Regions from separate parts of the Triticum aestivum genome. Here region 1 is linked to region 2. A link is a contact called in public Hi-C data. All regions are on one chromosome and are shown on one strand. Each heading gives the region's core, a stretch centred on a gene start, on an enhancer-like site or on the middle of the called end of the contact. The rest is flanking DNA. Distances are from core to core; before and after follow the strand shown.

Region 1 (5,858 bases), core at 2,660-5,159, 480 kb before region 2:
ACCGGAGTGCCATCGGAAGGGGAGTCATCGCCGCGGTGATCGTCTTCATCAACATCATCATCATCATCACCATCCTCATCTCTTTTACGCGGTCCACTCTCCCGCACCCCGCTGTAATCCCTACTTGAACATGGTGCTTTATGCCACATATTATGATCCAATGATGTGTTGCCATCCTATGATGTTTTGAGTAGATTTTCTTTGTCTATGGGTTGATTGATGATCTAGATTGGTACGAGTTGTATGTTTTATTTTGGTGCTGTCCTATTGTGCCCTCCGTGTCGCGCAAGCGTGAGGGATTCCCGCTGTAGGGTGTTGCAATACGTTCATGATTCGCTTATAGTGGGTTGCTTGAGTGACAGAAGCATAAACCCTAGTAAGGAGGTTGTTGTGTATGGGATAAAGGGGACTTGATGCTTTAATGCTATGGTTGAGTTTTACCTTAATGATCTTTAGTAGTTGCGGATGCTTGCTAGAGTTCCAATCATAAGCGCATATGATCCAAGAAGAGAAAGTATGTTAGCTTATGCCTCTCCCTCATATGAAATTGCAATGACGACCACCGGTCTTGTTAACAATTGCCTAAGACAATTCCGCACAACGATCCATCATTATTCCACACTCGCTATTTATAATATTACTAATATATTCTAACTTTATGATAACATCACCTATTTTTATATTTTATCTCTGCGATACCATGCAAAGTTATCTTCTTTATACCCACAAAGTAGTTTTATTTCTCGTTTCTAGTTGGAAGCAAACGTTCGGTGTACGTAGAGTCGTATCAATGGCAGATAGGGCTTGAGAGAATATTGATCTTACCTTTAGCTCCTTGTGGGTTCGACACTTCATACTTATCACTTCCACCATTAGGAATTGCTACGATGATTCCCTACACTTGGGGATTATCAGTCGCCCTCGTTGATGACGAGGGCGCCGCTACGGGTGTGGCGCCCAAGCGGCGTCTCCGGATTGACGGGGCGGAGCGCCGGCGAGCCGGAGCTCGACGATCAGGAGGTCCCTGCCTCCATTCGCCACGGCGTCTAGGAGCTACCACGGCGGCGAGAGAATGATGGGTGCAGCGGGTACTCGAGGTGCAGCGTGTTGCCGGTCTCGATGTGGTCGAGGAGGGCCTCGAGGGTGCGGCCAGGCACGCCCCACCACTTGCGCCGCCCGTCGGCGTTGAGGCGGCCGCGGGGGATATGATGCCGTTGGCGGAGGCAATCTGGTCTTCATGGCGGCGCTCGAAGTACATCGTCCATAGCGTGTGGCTGTCGGCGGCGTACCTCCGACAGCGACGAGCGGATGCAGGCGATCTTGGCCCGCCGTTCATCCCCGGTGAGCACCGGTGGTACCGGGACGCCGGCGGCGCTCAACTTCCACGAGCCCGACACCAGCATGTCTGGGGGCGCCAGATAGTCGGTCTCGTAAAGGAGGCGCGCCTCATCCTCTTGGAGATGGCGTCGGCCGAAGCCGTTCGCCGCCACGGAGTCGCCGAGGTACCGCTCAGCCATTGCTCGTTGGCGGGGGAAGAGGGGGAGAGTTGGCTTCTGTGGGGAGACGATGTGAGAGAAGGCAAGTTGTGGCGACTGTGGTGTTCACCGGCGGGGAGGTCGGCTTTTATAGCCGAAGCGGGGCGGTGAGAACCTGCATGTCGGGCGACGCGTGGCGGGAGCGGGCCTGGACACGCGTCGCGGCGCCGCCCGTGAGGCATCAATGGAGGCTCACCGGCGCGGTATTGATTCCCGCGGGAACCGAGGCGATGAGAACGACGAAGCGGCGTGTCACCGACTCGGCGGGCCCATTCCCGTTCGTGTTAAAACCGCTTTTCCCGGTGTCCCCAGTGCGCCGGGTTCAACCTGGGTTCGCTGGCGTCAATTTCGACCTAAATTGACGAAAAACAAACTCCTGAAAGCACGACTGAACCATTTTTTGACGCCGGCAGCAAAAAATAGCTTGGTGACGCGGCCACCCGTCCGATGCGAAGCGCGACACCCAGCGCCGGCAACTTTGGCCGTGGAGAGCGCCGGCAACTTTGGCCGTGGAGGGCGCCGGCCGCTATACCACAGCGCGCGCACTTGATCAGTCACCGGTGTACCGCACGCGGCCACGTTACATACCCGGGCGTTGCCGTTAAACATCCACTGAGTTTACGGTGGAGAAAGAACATACGGCTCCTTTCCATGTTCCAGTGCTCCACGACAAATCACTCAGTCCAAACGTGTGGGAAGCCAAGACGCGGATGTACGCATCGTCGGGCGTCGGCCATGTTCAGGATAGTACTCTCCTCCGTTCCAATTACTTGTCCTGAAAGCCAAGACGCGGATGTACGCATCGTCGGCCATGTTCACGATAGTACTCTCCGTTCGAATCAGATGTATTTAGATGTATTTTTAGTTAGTAGATACATCAATTTCTACCATTTTTACGACACGTAATTTAGGATGGAGGGAGTATTTCTTCGGCGCGTGTGCATGCCTGCTCGCGGTAATGATGCTGGTAGGTCGAGCAGTCCCATTGGTTGAAACAGTGCCGGGTTTGCTACTCGCCGCCCAGAGACCCCGGGGCTCGATCACGTCGCGACGGCCGCACCGCCCATAGATGCCGGGGCTCACGTCGCGACGGCCGCGCCCAGGCGACTGTAGCCCACGCTCCGTTGAAATATTAGTGTGGGCCTAGGGCGTATCTAACAATTTCGAAAAAATTCTAAAGGCTTCCGAAAAAAAGAAAAAAAATTAAGGACCCATATGGCTTATATGATACTATATGTAGTGAGAAGTTTAGTCTTATACCGCTAGTTGGAGAAGAGTTGAACCTACTTATAAGATTTTTTTTTCACATGCTATTAAAACTTGAAAAGAGAAGTGATTCACACGTGCTCCTCCTCTGCCGCCCGTCCCGCCGCGGGAATAAGCCGAACCAAGTTCATACCTATGTGCTTAAATTTACCGTACATGACGAAGAGTCTTTGACCGCTGCGTCTATATATGTGAGGCGTCTGCCAACTCTAGCCGTCACACAAAATTGATCACATCTGCCTCCATGTCCTCTGTCGTTTCTTTTCTGCTGCTGCCGTTGGTGATCTCATCTCATCCACCGCGTACACGCTTGATGGAAGAGCAGGCCTTTGAAACCCCGCCTCTTCAGATCCTGTACAGAAGAGAGGCAATTAGGTTTGCGAGAGCGTCCCCTATGCGACTGCTCGCCGTCGTTCGTCCACATCTGTTGCATCATCTATGCTTGCGTCGTTTTCATCGTTATCATGTCCACCGAAGCCGACAGTGCTGTCGCTGAGAAGCTTGAAACCAAGAAGAAGGTTGCTGGTGCCCCCGCTGCTACTACCGCCGCCACTGTGGCCTTTCCTTGGCCGATTGAAGGGTATAATTCATTTATCCCGCTTCTATTGATTTCTATTTTAGCCATGCTAATGTTACATGTAGATGTATCTGTTGTTAACGTAGTACTATGTGCTTTAGTGATCCAATATCAGCACGTGTTTATTTCTGTTAATGATTTATTCGTAAATTAATTTAATAAAAAAATTGCACTCCACAGACATGGACGTCGGTCGCCGTGGTCGCCGGCCGCCACGTGATGCGTGCATGTTTGTGCGCCACGCAGCGTGGCACTTTCCGCGCCCATAGCCTGGAGACGCGTCGCGACGGTGCTACAGGGTTCGTCGGCGCGTCACACCCGTGAAGGACCCAGCTCAGCTCAGGAATCGACGTGTCGGCACTTGGAGTTTGCCGAGAACGGTTAACGGCCCAAGGCTGATTGCTCCGCCGAAGCAAAGCTTGGACGCGATCGCCGGTGGACGGCCCATTGCGCGCCACCGTTTTTGTGCACGCCCACGACGCGCGTCGACGTAGCGGCAGCAGCACAGGCTGCCAGGCGGGGGCCACCATGAGGCCGCTGCCCACCGCCCCCTTGGCGCCCCATAACATCCGCTCAGCTCAACCCGGAGAACGAGCGCGCGGGGCAACCGGCTAACTCCACCAATGCCGCCGCTGCTCACCCTCTCCTCCTCGCCGGCGCTGCCGCCCCCGGCGCCGCGGAGGGCCCGGTTCAGGGTCGCGGCCTCCGCCGACGTCGGCGCCACCGCCCCCGCCGCCGGCAACGACTTCCCGTCGTTCCTGCCCAGGGCGGTCGAGCGCATCCGCGACGGCGCCGCCCTCCGCCTCGCCAAGCGAATCGAGCGCGTGCCCGTCCAGGCGAGCTAGCTTCTCCACAAACTGCCGTAATTTTGCTCTTATGTTAATAATCTGCCGCAGTAACACCCGTGCTGAATTTTTGCTGAACTGATCCCCACTCCAGACCGGCTTCTCCAAGAGCCCGATACCGAGCAGCTGCGTGAGGCCACTCAAGCAGCAGCAGAGCGCCGATCCGGTCGTGCTGCTCCACGGCTTCGACAGGTGCGTGCAATGCAACACCAAATTCTGTGGCGCTGCCCATCTTACCATTCGACCTGCAGTGTCTAATTCCGGTGTTAATGGGGGTGCTGCCACAAGAGTCGTCTTCTACTTTTACCATGCATTTAGCAGTATGGACACTCTAAAAGTATTGGATGCAGTTCTTGTTTAGAGTGGAGGTACACCTACCCTTTGCTGGAGGATGCTGGGCTGGAGACTTGGGCTGTGGACATTCTTGGATGGGGCTTCTCTAATTTAGGTATGCCCCTACTCCGCTCCATGCCATTGGAACTGGTTCAGTAATTGTGCTTGCCACTGCTGCAAATTGTGACCACTTCTAATATATTGATCGATTGGACCGTAGAAACAAGGCCACCGTGTGATATTGTGTCTAAGCGCGAGCATCTTTATCAGGTATACAAGTTAACTACCACTGCTGGTGTACATGTAGATAATTTCCATGTGATGAGTTCAGTTCCTACTTCCTAGCCAGCAGATTCCCTGTTTAATTCAGAATGGGTTTGATAAGTGACTGAAGTTTCAGCCTTGCTCAGAGCTGCACAAAAACTAGCTTCTATCCCAAAATAAGGACTGGGTTTCTGGATTATGTATTACTGCGCTTTTTTTAAGCAAGTTTTCAGTCTGCCTTTCTTTGTTTAAATATGTACAGTCTTCTAAGACCAGTTTTTATGATTTTGTAGTAAAACTGTTTTTATGATTACAGTGGTAATATCCTTACATCTTGACAACCTCTTTGTGTAGTTCTGGAGGTCCTACATCAAAAGGCCTATGGTACTGGTTGGGCCTAGCCTGGGTGCTGCTGTTGCCATTGATTTCGCAGTCAACTATCCGGAAGCGGTACCAGCATTTTAAGAAATACTGTGTCCTCTTCATTTCTTACCTAGCAGTCTCTAGCTCTAGCATGTAGGAGTAGTACCAAAAACTAAAGATATATATTTTTAATGCTGTCACTGATGCGAATTGTATGTACTTTTCTGTAACTGGACAAATCCGCAAGCTTTGTTACAAGAAGCCAACTTCATCTTCATCGCAGGTATCAAAATTAATCTTCATCGGTGCAAGTGTATATGCTGAGGGCACAAAAGATATGACCAGAATGCCTAAATTTGTTCCATATGCTGGGGTGAGTGTTTTTCTGAGCTGCATGCTTTGCTTCAATGTAGCTTTATTTCAGTGTCGAATCATTCTGTTTCTGTTGATATCTATTCCTGTTACTGTTTAGTTTTTGTGTCCTGAACTCCTGATGCCCATGCTTACTGTATGCATATTTATTTTACTTTATGATGATTATGCTTGTCCTAAAGAATGCTCATATTGTATTATTATCTTTTGTTTGTGTCAAACCGATCCAGTGGTATGTTCATATGTTTTGGATGGAATACAGTGTAATTTTTTGCTCCCCAGGTTTTTGTACTAAAGAGTCTT
Region 2 (6,022 bases), core at 1,348-3,847:
CCTTCCACCATAATACTCGATAATATTGTAGCGGTGCTTAGGCGAAGCCCTGCGACGGTAGAACATCAAGATCGTCACCACGCCGTCGTGCTGACGGAACTCTTCCCCGACACTTTGCTGGATCGGAGTCCGGGGATCGTCATTGAGCTGAATGTGTGCTAAAACTCGGAGGTGTCGTAGTTTCGGTGCTTGATCGGTCGGGCCGTGAAGACGTACGACTACATCAACCGCGTTGTCATAACGCTTCCGCTGTCGGTCTACAAGGGTATGTAGATCACACTCTCCCCTCTTGTTGCTATGCATCACCATGATCTTGCGTGTGCGTAGGAATTTTTTTAAAATTACTACGTTCCCCAACAGTCCGGGATTAGGGGGTATCTAGACATCCGGATTATATCCTTTGGCCGGACTGTTGGACCATGAAGATACAAGATTGAAGACTTCGTCGCGTGTCCGGATGGGACTCTACTTGGCGTGGAAGGCAAGCTAGGCAATACGGATATGTATATCTCCTCCTTTATAACCAACCTTGTGTAACCCTAGCCTCCTCCGGTGTCTATATAAACCGGAGGGTTTTAGTCCGTAGGACAACATACAATCATACCATAGACTAGCTTATAGGGTTTAGCCTCTTCGATCTCGTGGTAGATCAACTCTTGTACTACTCATATTATCAAGAATAATCAAGCAGGACGTAGGGTTTTACCTCCATCAAGAGGGCCCGAACCTGGGTAAAACATCGTGTCCCCTGCCTCCTGTTACCATCCGTCTTAGACGCACAGTTCGGGACCCTCTACCCGAGATCCGCCGGTTTTGACACCGACAGCCTCCGTCTTCACGGGTGAAGCCAGGAGGACTGCGTGGTCCATTGACCATCAAAACTTCTGCCGCGGGGTCGCTGCTGTCGCACTCGGATGCAGTCTCTGCGGAGCCAGTCGACAGGTCGAACAGGCCGTAGAGAGTTTCGTCGGGCTCGATTGCCGCGACTTGGGGGGTGGCCGACTGGAGAGCCACCGCATGCCTCACCCACCGCTGAAGCCTCGATCGACCGGAACGTTTGCTCCGGCGGGCTGCAGGGAGGGAAGTCAGCACAGGAGCCGACCGATACTGAGTCGACGGCTGCCGCATGAGGACGCCACGGATGCACGTGTGAAAGTGCATTGCCCCGCGGACGGGGAGCACCTCGACGTCAAGTGGCGCTTCCTGGAGCCAAGCGGAGTCGTCGGCGATGAACACGACCGCGCCGAGACGGATCTCGCGGCCCTCGGCCAAACCTCCTCCTGAAACCATGTTGATGGGGATCGGGAAAATCGCAACTTCTCCAACAAGTCGCTAAGACATCCGCCCCACGGTGGGCGCCAACTGTCGTGGTTCTAAGTCTGACAGTAGAATGGGGGTAGGGATGTAGAGGCAAGATCCTAGCTATGGAGGAGTTGTACACGCGAGTTTTACGAGTTCAGGCCCTTCTCAGAGGAAGTAACAGCCCTACGTCTCGGAGCCTGGAGGCGGTCGACTGGATTATATGCTTGTGTGTTACAGGGGATGCGAACCCCCGTGCCTGTGGAGGGGGGTGGCTTATATAGAGTGCGCCAGGACCCCAGCCAGCCCACGACACAGAGGGTTTAAGGTACATTGAAGAGAGAACGTTACTGGTAACGCCCACATTAAACTACTGTGAATGCCAATTAAGCCTATGAGTAAATGCTCGACCGTTGCATATACAGAGTGGCTTTAGCTCTTCTGCCCGTCGAGTGACTTCTGCGACGGTCGAGTGACATCGATTCTTCCGAGTGGAACGTTTTCGGTCGAGTGGATGATGGTACCCTTTGGATGATCCTGGCTTTAGGGTGCTGTCCTAGGGGAGGATGTCTAGGTCAGGTCTATGACCCTACCCTAGGTATGTAGCTTCATCAGCGGCTGCCACCTAGGTCAGAGAGAGGGAGAGGAGGGAGAGAGTGAAGCGAGAGGGGATTGGCTCGGATCTTGACCGCATCCAACCGACATCCGCGGTTCCGACCGCAAATGCGCCGTTAATGCGCGGAGGGCGTCGGTTGGCTACGGTGACACCTGATTCGTGGGCCCGGCCGGTCAGTTCGGTGCTTAACACGGGCGAAGCGGGCAGTTTCGCGACTTGGTAGTTCTTTTTGCCTCGGATTAGGAAAAAAGTGATAGTTTTCCGCACAAAATCATAAAATTGTAGTTTTTCGACACGTTCCCGTGAAATGTGGTAGTTTTTGATTAAATACTCTGGTAAGTCCATCACATTTGAAAGGGATGAGCAGATCAAAAATTTGCACACAAGCAAACAACTGTTTTTTGCATCTGCTTACACCCAAAACACAAACATACGCAACCGAACAACATGCATCCCGCTGGGCCTTGATGCAATGCAGACAACCGATAAACATGCAGATGTTGACTTTTTGCTTGCACATACTCAGCCGGGTCCAACTAGAACAAATATGCAAAGGGCAAAAAACGGTGCAGCCTAAACTAATGATTATTACTCCATTTACATGATCCGTGCTTTGATACTGTAACAGTAACAGGCAGCACAGCCTCGGAGGGCAGCAGGCAGGCGGCGTCCCTGGGGTGTGGCGACGTGGCCCCGTGCCGTGTACACGTGCCAGTGTGCCCTTGGCAAGCGAGCACCGCACCATCTCTCGCCGTATTCGACTCCTCCACCGCCCGCCCCCTGGATTGGGAGCCAAGAAAAGCAGACCATTGTTTCAAAAAAGAAAAAGAAAAGCAGACCATAGATCCTCGGAAACCAGCGCCTCCGATCCATTCCGCCTCTGCCGCTTGCTCCCCCGCCGCAGCCCTGCACCCGGAGGCTGCCTGCTTCTCCTGCCCAGCGCTCCCGCAAGTCGCAGCCAAGGTGATAAACAAACTCCCTGCTCTTTTTCGTTAAATTCGTTCGTCCATCCATGCTGCTGCTGTGTGAGTTTTGATTTTGATGCGCTAGGTTGCAAATTTAGTGGATTTCCTTCTGCTGCCTCTGCCTTGAGACCGAGAGGCTCTGATTTTGCTCGGCTGATTAGTTGAAGCTACTTGCAACCAGTATATGCATATGCCTTATGAGCTGTTTGTTTGTTGTAATGCAAATTAAGGGGTTTCGCCCGACGAAACACCCAACACGAAGAGTTTCTTTTGATTCAAGCCCATGGTCGTAGTTCTTGCAGTTTGAATTACCAATATATACTTATGTTCGAGCATGATTATTTGCCACAGAACTTCTTCTAGATGCTCTGCAGCCACTGTCTGTAATGCACTTCCTTATTCAGTGATGATTTGTGGATAGATTTTTCCTGTTTGATAAATTCTTCATGAATTTACTGTAGAAATGGCTCGACCTGAGGAGAACGCGAAATTCCCCAGCTGTGATGCCTACTTTGACACTATCCAGTCCAAGAAGAAGCTCCCTCTAGCTTTGCAGGAATCCCTGACCGCCGCCTTTGCTCAGATCCCAGTCGCATCGTTTCCTGATGTTCCTAGTGGCCGAGGTATGCACTTCTGCAAAAGAAACGACTCAATCTGCATATTCTTTCTGCCTTATATTTTTTTGTCACATATATGTTGTAGTGTTTGTAACGACCGATATTCTCTCTCTGCTGTAGTGACCGAAATTCCTGGAGAAACTTCCGTTCTTGATGCTGTTAGAATTTTATCTGAGCACAACATAAGGGCAGCGCCAGTGCTTAACCCTGAACCTGGGGCTCCAGCTGATTGGCAAGGGAGGTATCTTGGCATCATCGAGTACTCAGCCATCATCCTTTGGGTACTAGATAATGCTGATCTCGCGGCCGTAGCTCTGTCAGCTGGATCAGCAACTGCTGCAGGAGTTGGAATGGGTGCTGTTGGTGCAGTGGGCGTGGCAGCATTAGGTGTAACCGGCCCGGCAGCTGTCGCTGGATTGACTGCTGCTGCAGTAGGGGCTGCTGTTGCTGGCGGGTTAACTGCTGAAAAGGGTGTTGCGAAGGATGGAGTTACTGCTGCTGATCATTTAGGGGAAGATTTCTACAAAGTTCTGCTTCAGCAAGAACCTTTCAAATCGACTACAGTATGACAATTGCTCTATCTTGAAGCTTTTTTTTTTTTTTGTTATGTTGATCAAGCATTGAATCCATGCACCAAGAGCAACGTAATCGACTTAATGTTTTGTTGTTTTGCTAAAACAAAGTTCAGATACACTTAAGTTAAAACCCAGTATTCAAAACCAGATGGGACTGGCATTCTGACCAAAAAGACCGTGACCTTAGTCCGGTTTCTAATTTAAAGACTGATTGAGAAAGAACTTGTTTTTTCTAGTGTCAGTTTGTGATTGGGGGCCTCCTCACATTCCACAGATCTGTGTGCTATGGCCCTGACATCAATCGGGTTGGGATTCTTTGTGGTTGAGAACTAACTGATATATTTGTGCATATAGTACGTTCATATAAGTATATGAACTAATTTATGTGAATTATTTAAATGTGGTTTTTTAGTCACCGTGGGATTGTTTGAACTGGTGGGCTGGCGCCGTTTTCACGGCTGTTTTTTTGTTAATTGTCTTGTCTCGTTTTGTACATGACGGTTATGCCATCCAACCTGACATAATTCATACAGTCTTGCTTGGCTTTGTGGTATTTCAGCTGCACTAAAATTTGTTGCTAAGGTTTATTTGGTCATTTGTTCCGACCCTTTAATTTCGCATTGCATGAATATCTTCTCTTGTAGACCCTGTTAACTTTGTATCCTTTCTCCTTTTCTTGTAGGTTCGGTCAATTGTTGAGTCCTACCCATGGTCTCCTTTTGTGCCTGTTACACTTGACAGTTCAATGCTTGCCGTACTACTGTTGCTCTCCAAGTACAGGTTGAGGAATGTGCCTGTGATCGAACCTGATAAGCCAGTTATTAAGAACTTCATTACTCAGACTGGTGTTGTTAAAGGACTTCAGCAGTGTAAAGGAAGGGATTGGTTCGACTATATTTCGGCACTTCCTCTTTCAGACTTGGGGCTTCCATTCATGTCTCTTGATGAGGTTATTTGTCTCACTTCGCTGCCTCTTTAGTTAAACTCTTGTCTTGGTAGTGTAAGATTTAATCCTCTGTGCTATCCCGATCACTGCAGGCTGCAAAATCTGAAGCAGGACCTTTGAATAGGCTTTGACTCTGTTATAAGAACTGTTTAATGAGAAATTTACGATATTGTGTTATCTTCAGGTTATTACGGTTAACAGTGATGATCTAATCTTAGAAGCTTTCAAGTGCATGAAGGATAACAAAATTGGCGGTGTACCCGTAGTAGAAGGTCCCCGAAGGAAACTTGTTGGTAGTGTGAGCATAAGGGACATTCGCTTCCTGTTGCTTAGGCCTGACTTATTTTCTGATTTCAGGCACGAAGCGACTCAACCCAATGATTTATTCCCCTGTGTCTTTTTCTTTTTCTTTCAAATATGTCTCTTCACGTGTCTAATGATACTTTTGATCCATCCAGGCACCTTACCGTGTTGGATTTCATGAAGGCTCTAGGTTCCACTCTTCCTGACTCGGGGGACAATGGGCTGGTGAAGCCGCCACTCACCTGTGCACCTGATGCTTCCATGGGCAGCGTGATCGACAGCATCGGGTCGAGGATAACCCACCGGATATACGTGGTGGATGGCGACTTTGAGGTGGTCGGTGTTGTGACACTGCGAGATGTGATCTCTTGCTTCATCCACGAGCCCCCTGGCTTCTGCGACAGTTATCTTGCTTCAGCGATGGAGAAGCTCGAGGACAAGGGCGATGCCGATTCCTCCGTTGAGAACAGCTGAGCCCTCCGTTGAGAACAGCTGAGCTCTCGGGAGAGCAAGACGGTGGAAATAACAGACAGGGTTAGTGAGCAAGTCTTGTAGTTGGGCTGATTCGTTCATGTTGTGGTGTTGATACAGTAAATTCTGTGTGGGGTGACAACACATTTCAGTGCCTCTGTTGGTGTCAACTGTGCGTTGCTGAGTTGGCTGATCCGCACCTGTTTCCTGATGCAAACACTGCAGTGGCG

What was found. A called contact is a pair of places that touch in the nucleus more often than the background predicts.
Region 1: a Hi-C map of leaf shows a contact between it and region 2, with 4 times the contacts expected there. The contact joins the promoter of LOC123188027 here to the promoter of LOC123188025 in region 2. A contact is called at or near these places in 2 of 5 Hi-C or Micro-C datasets (leaf and an unstated tissue).

What each region holds. Positions count from the first base shown.
Region 1 is chr2A:141,187,117-141,192,974 of IWGSC CS RefSeq v2.1, reverse strand. It overlaps LOC123188027, which reads left to right and starts at 3,909. Exons shown (of 11, transcript XM_044600057.1): 1 at 3,909-4,214; 2 at 4,318-4,415; 3 at 4,574-4,671; 4 at 4,777-4,826; 5 at 5,175-5,270; 6 at 5,467-5,556; 7 at 5,838-5,858. The coding sequence starts at 4,002.
Region 2 is chr2A:140,707,272-140,713,293 of IWGSC CS RefSeq v2.1, reverse strand. LOC123188025 (SNF1-related protein kinase regulatory subunit gamma-1-like) reads left to right here and starts at 2,597. Exons shown (of 6, transcript XM_044600055.1): 1 at 2,597-2,878; 2 at 3,342-3,503; 3 at 3,618-4,060; 4 at 4,755-5,021; 5 at 5,203-5,375; 6 at 5,477-6,022. The coding sequence starts at 3,344. The coding sequence ends at 5,795.